Linked DNA regions of Mus musculus: region 2 is linked to region 1. The links are chromatin contacts, called in public HiChIP or PLAC-seq maps. All regions are on one chromosome and are shown on one strand. The core of a region is the stretch at or near the end of the contact, and the rest is flanking DNA. Distances in the headings are between cores, read along the strand shown.

Evidence for each region. HiChIP or PLAC-seq counts read pairs in DNA pulled down with a chosen protein or histone mark.
Region 2: an H3K27ac HiChIP or PLAC-seq map of embryonic stem cells shows a contact between it and region 1, with 6 read pairs. The contact joins two enhancer-like sites. A contact is called at or near these places in 43 of 484 Hi-C or Micro-C datasets (the AML12 cell line, B cells, the Ba/F3 cell line and 22 more), 8 of 115 datasets of contacts at active chromatin or transcription factors (bone marrow-derived dendritic cells, embryonic stem cells, extraembryonic endoderm stem cells and 1 more) and 4 of 9 other capture datasets (adipose tissue, embryonic stem cells, liver and 1 more).

The regions. Positions count from the first base shown.
Region 1 is chr2:6,160,386-6,164,902 of GRCm38.p6, reverse strand. No RefSeq gene overlaps it. Among named protein-coding and RNA genes, the nearest start is that of Gm10857, 30 kb to the right of the region's middle. Within about 2 kb of position 2,107, at least 136 of the 459 cell types and tissues checked have an H3K27ac peak or open chromatin away from gene starts, as enhancers often do. A contact at or near this core is called in embryonic stem cells, where this site is marked.
Region 2 is chr2:6,058,788-6,062,934 of GRCm38.p6, reverse strand. No RefSeq gene overlaps it. Among named protein-coding and RNA genes, the nearest start is that of Gm30136, 19 kb to the left of the region's middle. Within about 2 kb of position 2,739, at least 4 of the 459 cell types and tissues checked have an H3K27ac peak or open chromatin away from gene starts, as enhancers often do. A contact at or near this core is called in embryonic stem cells, where this site is marked.

The DNA.
Region 1 (4,517 bases), core at 858-3,357:
CTTTTAATAAGGGAGTAGTAATCTCAGCCTGCTCCGTTTGTTTGCTTATTTTTAAATAGTGCTTTGATTTCATGGCCCGGCTGTATTTATGTTCTCCTTGGCCTCCTCCCAGAGAATGTCGATGCTGACAGAAAAGGCTGGGCGTCTGCTGCCTTCCTTACTTTACGCTTAGGTTATTTGATCTCCTTTCTCAGGATGTCCTCTACTCTAGACACCAACAACAGAGAGCTGCGGGGACATCTCAAGAGTCTAGACTCTGCAGAACTGGACTTTAAGGCTAACAGAAAAACATCACATGGAAAACAAACGGTATGAGGGACTTTCCCCCAGGGACTCAGGAGACTACAAAGCCTGACGCCAATAGCTATGAAAAAAACTAGTTATGCCTAAAACCAATGTGGAAGGAAGGGACATGAGCTGTCTGCTTAAGTTTCCAGATAGGAAGAGATTTGAAATGAGAATCTTGAAAGGAAAAGAAGTTGTTTGAAGATGAGTTCTATTCTTTCATATCACACAAAGCACTCCAAATAAAATATACCGACACACCTCATTCATAATGAGAGTACTTTAAACTCTACCCAATTTAAAGAGGTGCACACACACATTTGCTTGTGAGTGTGTGTGTGTGTGGTTGTCAATAAATCTTATATGCACAATGTCTGCCTCTCCATCACGTCACCTCTGCCTCCTCTGCTGTGGGTCCCCAGCTTCAACAAAGAACTTCTCTTTTATGTTAGACTGTCATGTAGAATTTCAGCAGGAAACAGTACGTAGCTACTTTAGATTTCTTAAATGTTTTGGATGCTTGCCTAATGCTCCCTAAAGCAAAACACCTTTGAAGGGGAAAGAAATCATCGGCTGAAGAGTCAGGAAACTCATGGACAGATGTATATAGGCCGTATTAGCATCTGCTGGCTGCTATGACAAATGACTGCACACCCAGTGACCTGACAACTGAAATATGTGCTTCCCTTCAGATCTGGAGGTCAGAGTGTGAAATGGGTTTCACTACACTGTGAAGGTGTGGACAGAGCTACATTCCTTCTGGAAGACGCAAGGAAAATATTTGCTATTCCTTGGCTCATCCTTGACCAGCTTCTAGACACTACCAGCATTCTTTCACTTAAGAGTCAATTGGCACTTGCGTCATTCTGGCTTCTGTTTCCTGGTCCCATCTTGTTCTCTCCATCCTGACCCTCCTGCCCCCTCTTGATAATAGTCTCGGGATTGTATTAGACCTGCCCGCATAACCCAGGTAGCCTCCTTACCCCAGGAGCTGTCACCCAATCAGGTATACAAAGTTTCTTCTGCCAAGTAAATTAGCATAAACCCCAGACTTGGAGAGTTAAGGTATGGAGGGTGTGTTGTGATTCTGCCTCTCGTGGGCAGGAGAAAGCTGTAGCCCCACAGTTCTTAAGGCCTTACAGTCTCAACCCTGGGAGACCCAGGGTTCAAGAGGCTCAGGCACAGTAGCTGAGGGCTTCCTCTTGAAGTGGCCACTTACCACCACGCTCCCCACAGAGACAGAGGATAACCCTCTAGTGTTAGCCCTGCCTAACACGGTGGAAGGAAGGGGCTTGAGCAGCTTGGTAGAGCTCCGGGGAAGGCTTGGAAATAGCATCTTTATCCTTGCCTTTTGGCACACCTGAAGCAAAGGTAGGCAGGCAAAGTCAAGTAGTCTTACTTCCAAGAGGCTGTGTGCACCCCGAGGCATGATACCAATGCCCATGATTCACGCTGATCAGAAACACGCCAACAAGAGACTCGGGATGAGAAGAAGGAAGAAAGAAATCTGCTGAGCTGGCGGCGTGGTCTGTCTTTCCAAGCCAACAACAGGGAGGCAGGGTTCATGGCTGGCACTTGTCCCTACCCAGGAGGTGAGTTACCTGCATCTACCCTTCAGAACTCACTAAAGCAAAAAGGATTGACTAGAGAGGAAACACATGCCAGGAATTCCTGCCAGCCACTGGGTTTCAAGGGACCTTTCTGCTCTTCCTGCCACACCCAGAGGAGTTCAAGAAGTTAGCCAACCACAGAAGGAGGAGCCCAGGAGAGGCCGTGACAGAGACGTGTTTACTATGCTCACGGAAGCAGGCCTCACCCACACCTCCCCAGCTGGAGGGGAAACTGGAGCTGAACTTCAGAGCCACAGAGAGGCGGGGCAGGTCTCTGGAGAAGACTGGGGAAGGCTGTGGAGAGGGACTTTAATGATTGGGGCATTCATCTGGGCAAGACAGTCACCTGGGGAAGGGGTGCTATCTCACTAAGAGCTGTGCTGTGTCAGGAGACACACCTGAATGTTCTGAGCATGTGATCTGCCCACTCAGAAGGGCCTCCTGCAGTTTAAAGATCCGCAGTTGATACCTTGACCTTTTCTTTCTCTCCCCATCTTGCACTGGGTTGTAAAGTATGCAGCTGGTTCTTCAGGTAGTCCTTGCACGTGTGTTTGTAGGGCAAAGGATTAAGGAGGTTAGACAACTGCCAGGTTCCTTCATCATATAAAACAGAATTTCTTCTCATCCATTCATACTTCCTTACACACATACAGAGACAGAGACACAGTCAGAGATACAGACACACTGACAGAGACACAGAGAAAGAGAGACTCCCCTATACAATGGATCACACTAATCAGATGTCCAATGGTGCATACAGGATAGATCAGACCATGATTTATAGATCCTGAATGCTACTTGGTTGAATTTTAAAGGAATACTTTGGTCCTCAACTGACTGCCGGGGGGGGGGGGGGGAGTAGGATGGGGGGGGGAGTGGGATGGGGGAGGGGGGAATAAAAACCTCAAAATCAATCTGAACATTTGGAATTTAAGTTCTTGAACAACCCCAGAATATTATGTTGGAAGCTGGGCAAAGTGGCACATACCTTAGATCCCAGCACTCTGGTGGCAGAGGCAAATGGATCTCTGTGAGTTCTAGGTCGGGCTGTTCTATGTGGAGAATTCCAAGACAGACAGGGCTACATAATAGCTCTCTACCTGCTCCAATAGAAAAGAGAATATGGTTTTGAAAAACCAGAAGGAAGGGAAGACATCACTACAATGCTGTGATAGTATATGTGATAGTATATGTGATAGTATACGCTTGGGCTAGGGAGTGACAGTATTATAAGGTGTGGTCTTGTTAAAATAGGTGTGTCACTGTAGGTGTGTGTTTTAAGACCCTTACCCTAGCTGTCTGGAAGCCAGTGTTTTGCTAGCAGCCTTCAGATGAAGGTGTAGAACTCTCAGCTCCTCCTGCACCATGCCTGCCTGGATGCCACCATGTTCCTGCTTTGATGATAACAGACTGAACCTCTGAACCTGTAAGCCAGCCTCAATTAAATGTTGTCCTTTATAAGACTTCTCTTGGTCATGGTGTCTGTTTACAGCAGTAAAAACCCAAAGACAACAACCCTTGGGAACTGATGACAAGACTTGGAAGTTCTGGAGGGAATAGGAAGCATGAACACACCCACTGCGGTTCCAACTTGACCCGGACTGCTTCTCTGTGGGCAGGGAAAGACAGGAGGTGTCTTCTCAGGTGGGTAGCATAAAGCACTTTAAAGAGCTGGGAAGACTTCTTTTCTGCTAGTAATTGTCTGTTAAGAACGTTTGCTTCCCTGAAATTACTTCATTTGAGAAAAATAAATGGCTGTTCCTGAAAAACAAGACCTTGGAGTGCTGTTTGTCATCTTACTCTTGGTTAAAGGTGAATCGGGGTGGGTGGTAATAATCCAAATCAAGAGCCTCTGGACACAGGCACTAGGGCTCAGCCTGTAACTCCGGAGAGTGTGGCTTCAGCAAACCACCTCCTGCTTTGGGAAATCAGTTTCCTGTGTGTAAGATGAGAGAGTGGGGGTGGGATCAGGGATCAGTTTTCCTTTTCCTTTGTTTTGGGGTTTTGTTTTTCTCTTTTGAGACAGAGTATCAGTATGCAGCCTTGGCTGGTCCAGAACTCAGAGGGACCCACTCACCTCTGCTTCCTGAGTGCTGGGATTAAAGGCATGTGCCACCATACCCCACCAGATTGATTTATTCTTATGTGTATGGGTGTTTTGCCTGCATGTGTGTCTGTGCACCACATGTGTGGCTGGAGCTGTAAGAGGCCAGAAGAGGATTCCTGGGGCAGGATTGCAGATGACTGTGAGCCACCTTGTGGGTGTAGGGGATGTTTGAAATTTGATGCTCTGTGGTCCCCTGTTCACCATGTCCTGAAGAGATGACATTTGTGTCCCCACATGCTGGATGGGGGGGGGTCACCCAGAAGTGCCCCCCTTCAGAAGTGTTAAACAGGGTTTCAAAATTATTTAACTTATTTTGGTATAATGTTTTAAAAACCCAAAGGAGGCCGGAAAGATGGCTCAGCAGTTAAGAGCACTGACTGCTCTTCAGGGGACCTGGATTCAACTCCTAGAACCCCCGTGGTGGCTCACAACTGTCTGTGCCTCCACTTCCAGAGCTTCAGTGCTCCCTTCTAGACTCTGTTAGCACCAGGTCTACAAAGTGGTGCACACTGGGA
Region 2 (4,147 bases), core at 1,490-3,989, 100 kb after region 1:
CCTCACAGTCTCAATTGTTAATACAATGTCCCCCAGACAGCATGTCACAAACATGCTCTCACTGAATGGAGACCTCTATGTGCTGGAGACACAAGTGGTCAGAATTGACTAAGGACTACAACTATGTTCTTTTTTCCTCTTTATTTCTAATTATTTGCCAACTCTTCTCAAGGAAGCCTGGTAAAGCCCTACCTTCACAATTTCTAGATATTTGAGCATTTTTACTGGTCCACTATCTACTGAAAGAAAAGGCCTCTAGCCCGTGGGGTTTCAAGGATCCAGCCTTTTAAGATGCATCTTGGAATCATGAGTTCTCTCAGAAGAAGAAGAAGAAAAAAAAAAACAACCCAAAGTGATTTGGACTATTAGTCCCATTTTAAATTTTTTTATGATTAATTTATTATTTATTTGTGATGCATGTGGGGGTGTTGTATGAGGGGATATATCACATGTATGTATTGTATGAGGGGATATGTCACATGTATGTATTGTATGAGGGGATATATCACAATGCATGCATGGCGGTCAGAAGACAATTTCCAGAAATAGGTTCTTTCCTCCCACCACCTGGGTGCCAGGGAGTGAATTCTGGTTCTCAGGCCCGGCAACAAATGCCATTACCTGCTGAGCTGTCTAGCCCCACAACAGACCATTCTTGCCTGGTACTTTGGAGAGCTCAGGAAAAAAAAGTGCCAGGACCTTTGTAAATATGGAAATCGTAAACTGGACAACATTACATATTTCTCCATAATATTCATGTAACTATCAGCCTCCGTTATTGGGTAGTGAAGATGTGCACAGAAAAAGAAAAGGAAAAAGAAAAAGAGAAAGAGAGAGAGAAAGAGAGAGAGAAAGAGAGAGAGAGAGAGAGAGAGAGAGAGAGAAAGAAAGAGAAAGAGAAAAAGAAGAGGAAAAAGAAGAGGAAAAAGAAAAAGAAAAAGAAAAAGAAAAAGAAAAAGAAAAAGAAAAAGAAAAAGAAAAAGAAAAAGGTTTATGTCTGCAGATCTCTGAGGAAATGGGAACACTGTTTCTTCAGTTGACAAGGAATCAGAGCATGGCCAGCTTAGCTTCATCCAAAGGATGTAGTTGCTGCTTGCATCGCTTCCTATGAACTACGACGAATAGTTGCTGGTTGGATCTGCCCAGGCGTCTCTGGCTGCCAGGTCTAAACCTGAATCTGTATATTTGGTTTATGAGACCATCAAGGCTCACTCTGCATGCGTCATATCAAGCACAGGCTCAGAGGAGAAGGTACACCTGCTCATACTGATGTCTCTCAGGCTCTGTGATGGGTCTCAAGCCCATCATCCTATTCCTCACACAACCCTAACGTGTCCCCCATTTTATAGGCGAGAAAGCTGAAGGTTTGAGGCCAATAACTCCCGGAAGTTATGAGGACAGTGTTGGAGCTGGTACTCAATCCATACCTCGAGTAACCTTGGCAACCTGCTTCTTCCTTTGCTCCCCTGAACACAGAACACATTTCTTTTGCCTTTGGACTCCCCTCAAGTTCTAGTTCTGAGGCCTGACTGTCACAGTTCATGGCACCAGAGTGCTGTTCACAGTCTATGAAGACGCTTCTGCTAGCACTGATGCCAGCACACTGTACGTCATCATGGCCACACCACCATCCAGCGTTGAGTGTGAACTGGAGGGACAGACCTGTGTGCACCTGCTTCTATTTTCCAAATTTTTGAACTCAACTAGTCAAGGTAAACTGGACGGGAAGCTGGAGGAACCTGGGAACTGGGAAGACCACCCTTTCAAGCCACGGAGGACAGCAGGCGATCGGGCATGACATACCTACTCTTTAGGATTGAGCACATTTCCTCAAAAGCCAGAGTCAAAGAGGGAGAGCATCAGTCAGACAGCTTATTTCTCATCTTATTTCCCTACACATGGGCTGTGCTGTGTCTTCTCAGCATAGGCGAGTGGGTGGGCGGGAAGGAGGCAAGCTACCCTCTTAAACTGAAGAGAGAGAATGGCTAGGTTTTCTAGAAGTGGTAGTACTTGGCCTGGCAGTGGGTGGCACACAATCCCAGCACTAGAAAGGCAGAGGCCAGCTTGGTCTACAGAGTTCCAGAACAGCCAGGGCTATACAAAGAAACATTTCAAAAAACATCAAAAAAAGCAAAACAAAGAGGTAGTGCCTGAAATAAAGCTATTTAATAAATTGAGAGACAGAGACCATCTTGCTGGATATACCAGGCTGGCCTGGGACTCAAGTCTTCTTCCTTAGCCTTCCACGTGCTGGGAGAAGTCATGTGCTACCATAGTGTAGCTTCTCCCAGCCTGAAGCAGGCTGGTACAGACCTTGTCACCACTGAGGTGAGACCACCTGGGGTGGAGCCTTCCGAGCTAGATGGCTCTATTGTTCTGTCACATCTGGCTGGATCCAGGTGCCTGGATGGACTGGGGGTGGGGGGGTGGGGGGGTGGGGGTGGGGGGTGGGGGTGAGGATGGGCCTACCCCCTATATAAGCTTAGACTCTAAGTAAACTTTAAGGTGCCTTGAACAGAGTACTTTTGTCTTGGCGTCTTTATTTCTCTCCCCGTCTAGTCTCTTTCCGTCCCAGCCCACCTTTCAGGAGTACCCGGTTCATGTAGGCAGCAGGCGGCTTACAACTACACCATAGTGAGCTTTTAACTTGACCTTGAGGGGAAGTAGGGATAAGCAAGGCTAAACCGGCAGTTTAGATATTCCAGTGCAAGAGGTACCACACGCAGAAGTGAGCAACTGCTACAACCACAAAATGAACTTCCTATGGGTCAAATGCTGTCCCAAGCATTGTAATGGAGAACATCATGCCATTCCACTTGCTTGCGTTGTCTGTGTCTTTGATAGCAAATCAATCCCTTGTAGGCAGGAGCACCCTTTAATCCCCTCCTCTCTACCCCCACTGCTCAGAAGACTGCCTGCTATATTAGATCAAATTCAATAAATATTTGCCTTGTTTCCCATTTTTTCTGAGTATGTGTATAAATCCATGAATCTTAACATCAGCCTGACAGCATAACCTAACTCATATGTGAAGCGGAACATAAAAAACATCTTACATGACAGAATTTACAAAACTTGAAATTACCTGTATTTTATATTAGCATAAAGTCAAAAGCACCGGTCTGATTGTCTCAGGCCCATCGATACACAATGAAAGGTTGTTTAGAGTTGCTATGAAAAACATTTGGGAATTCTAGAAAAAACAAAAGTTAGAAACGAGACTATTAGGGAAACTTCGCATCTATATTTTTGAGTTAGCTATATTTTTGAGTTAGTTAGATTGTAGAAGGCATCCTTTTTTGGGTAGTCACAGGGATCAGATTACAGATGCTGTTTTAGCCAAGCCTGGCCAGAGTCCCTTGGATAGTTTACACTTGTGTGCAGTCCATTAAGTTAGTCTCTATACATGGAAATGCTAGGTGTGATGGCACGTGCCTTGAGTTCAAGGCCAGCCTGAGCTATAGGGAGTGTCTCAGATCAAAACAAACCCTTTAGATGTTTGAGCACTGTTGGCAAAGACAGGACTGGGGAAGAGGTTCAGCTGGTAGAGTGTGTATGTAAAATGGATGAGATTCTCAGTGCTGCAGAAACCCAGAATGATGACAGAATGGCACCATGATGATGTATGCGTCTGGGAGGATCAGAAATTCACGATGATTTTATCTACCTACTTATTTTTTGGCTTTTTGAGACAGGGTTTCTCTGAGTAACAGCCCTGGCTGTCCTGGAACTTGCTTTGTAGACCAGGCTGGCCTCAAATTCACAGAGCTATGCTTGTCTCTGCCTCTTGAGTGCTGGGATTAAAGATATGTCGGGCTCAATCTTTTGTTACAAACCAGTTCCATAGATTGGGCTGTGTGAGAGGAGGAGAGGGAGAGGGGGAGGGGGGAGGGGGAGGGGGAGAGGGAGAGGAGGAGAGGGAGAGAAGGAGAGGAGAGGGGGAGGGGGAGGGGGAGAGGAGAGGAAGAGGAGAGGAGAGAGAGAGAAAGGGGGAGAGGAGAGGAGAGGAGAGGAGAGGAGAGGAGAGGAGAGGAGAGAGAGGAGAGAGAAAGGGGGAGAGGAGAGGGAGAGGAGAGGGAGAGAAAGGGGGAGAGGAGAGGGAGTGGAGAGGGAGAGGAGAGGAGAGAGGAGAGAGAGAGGAGAGAGA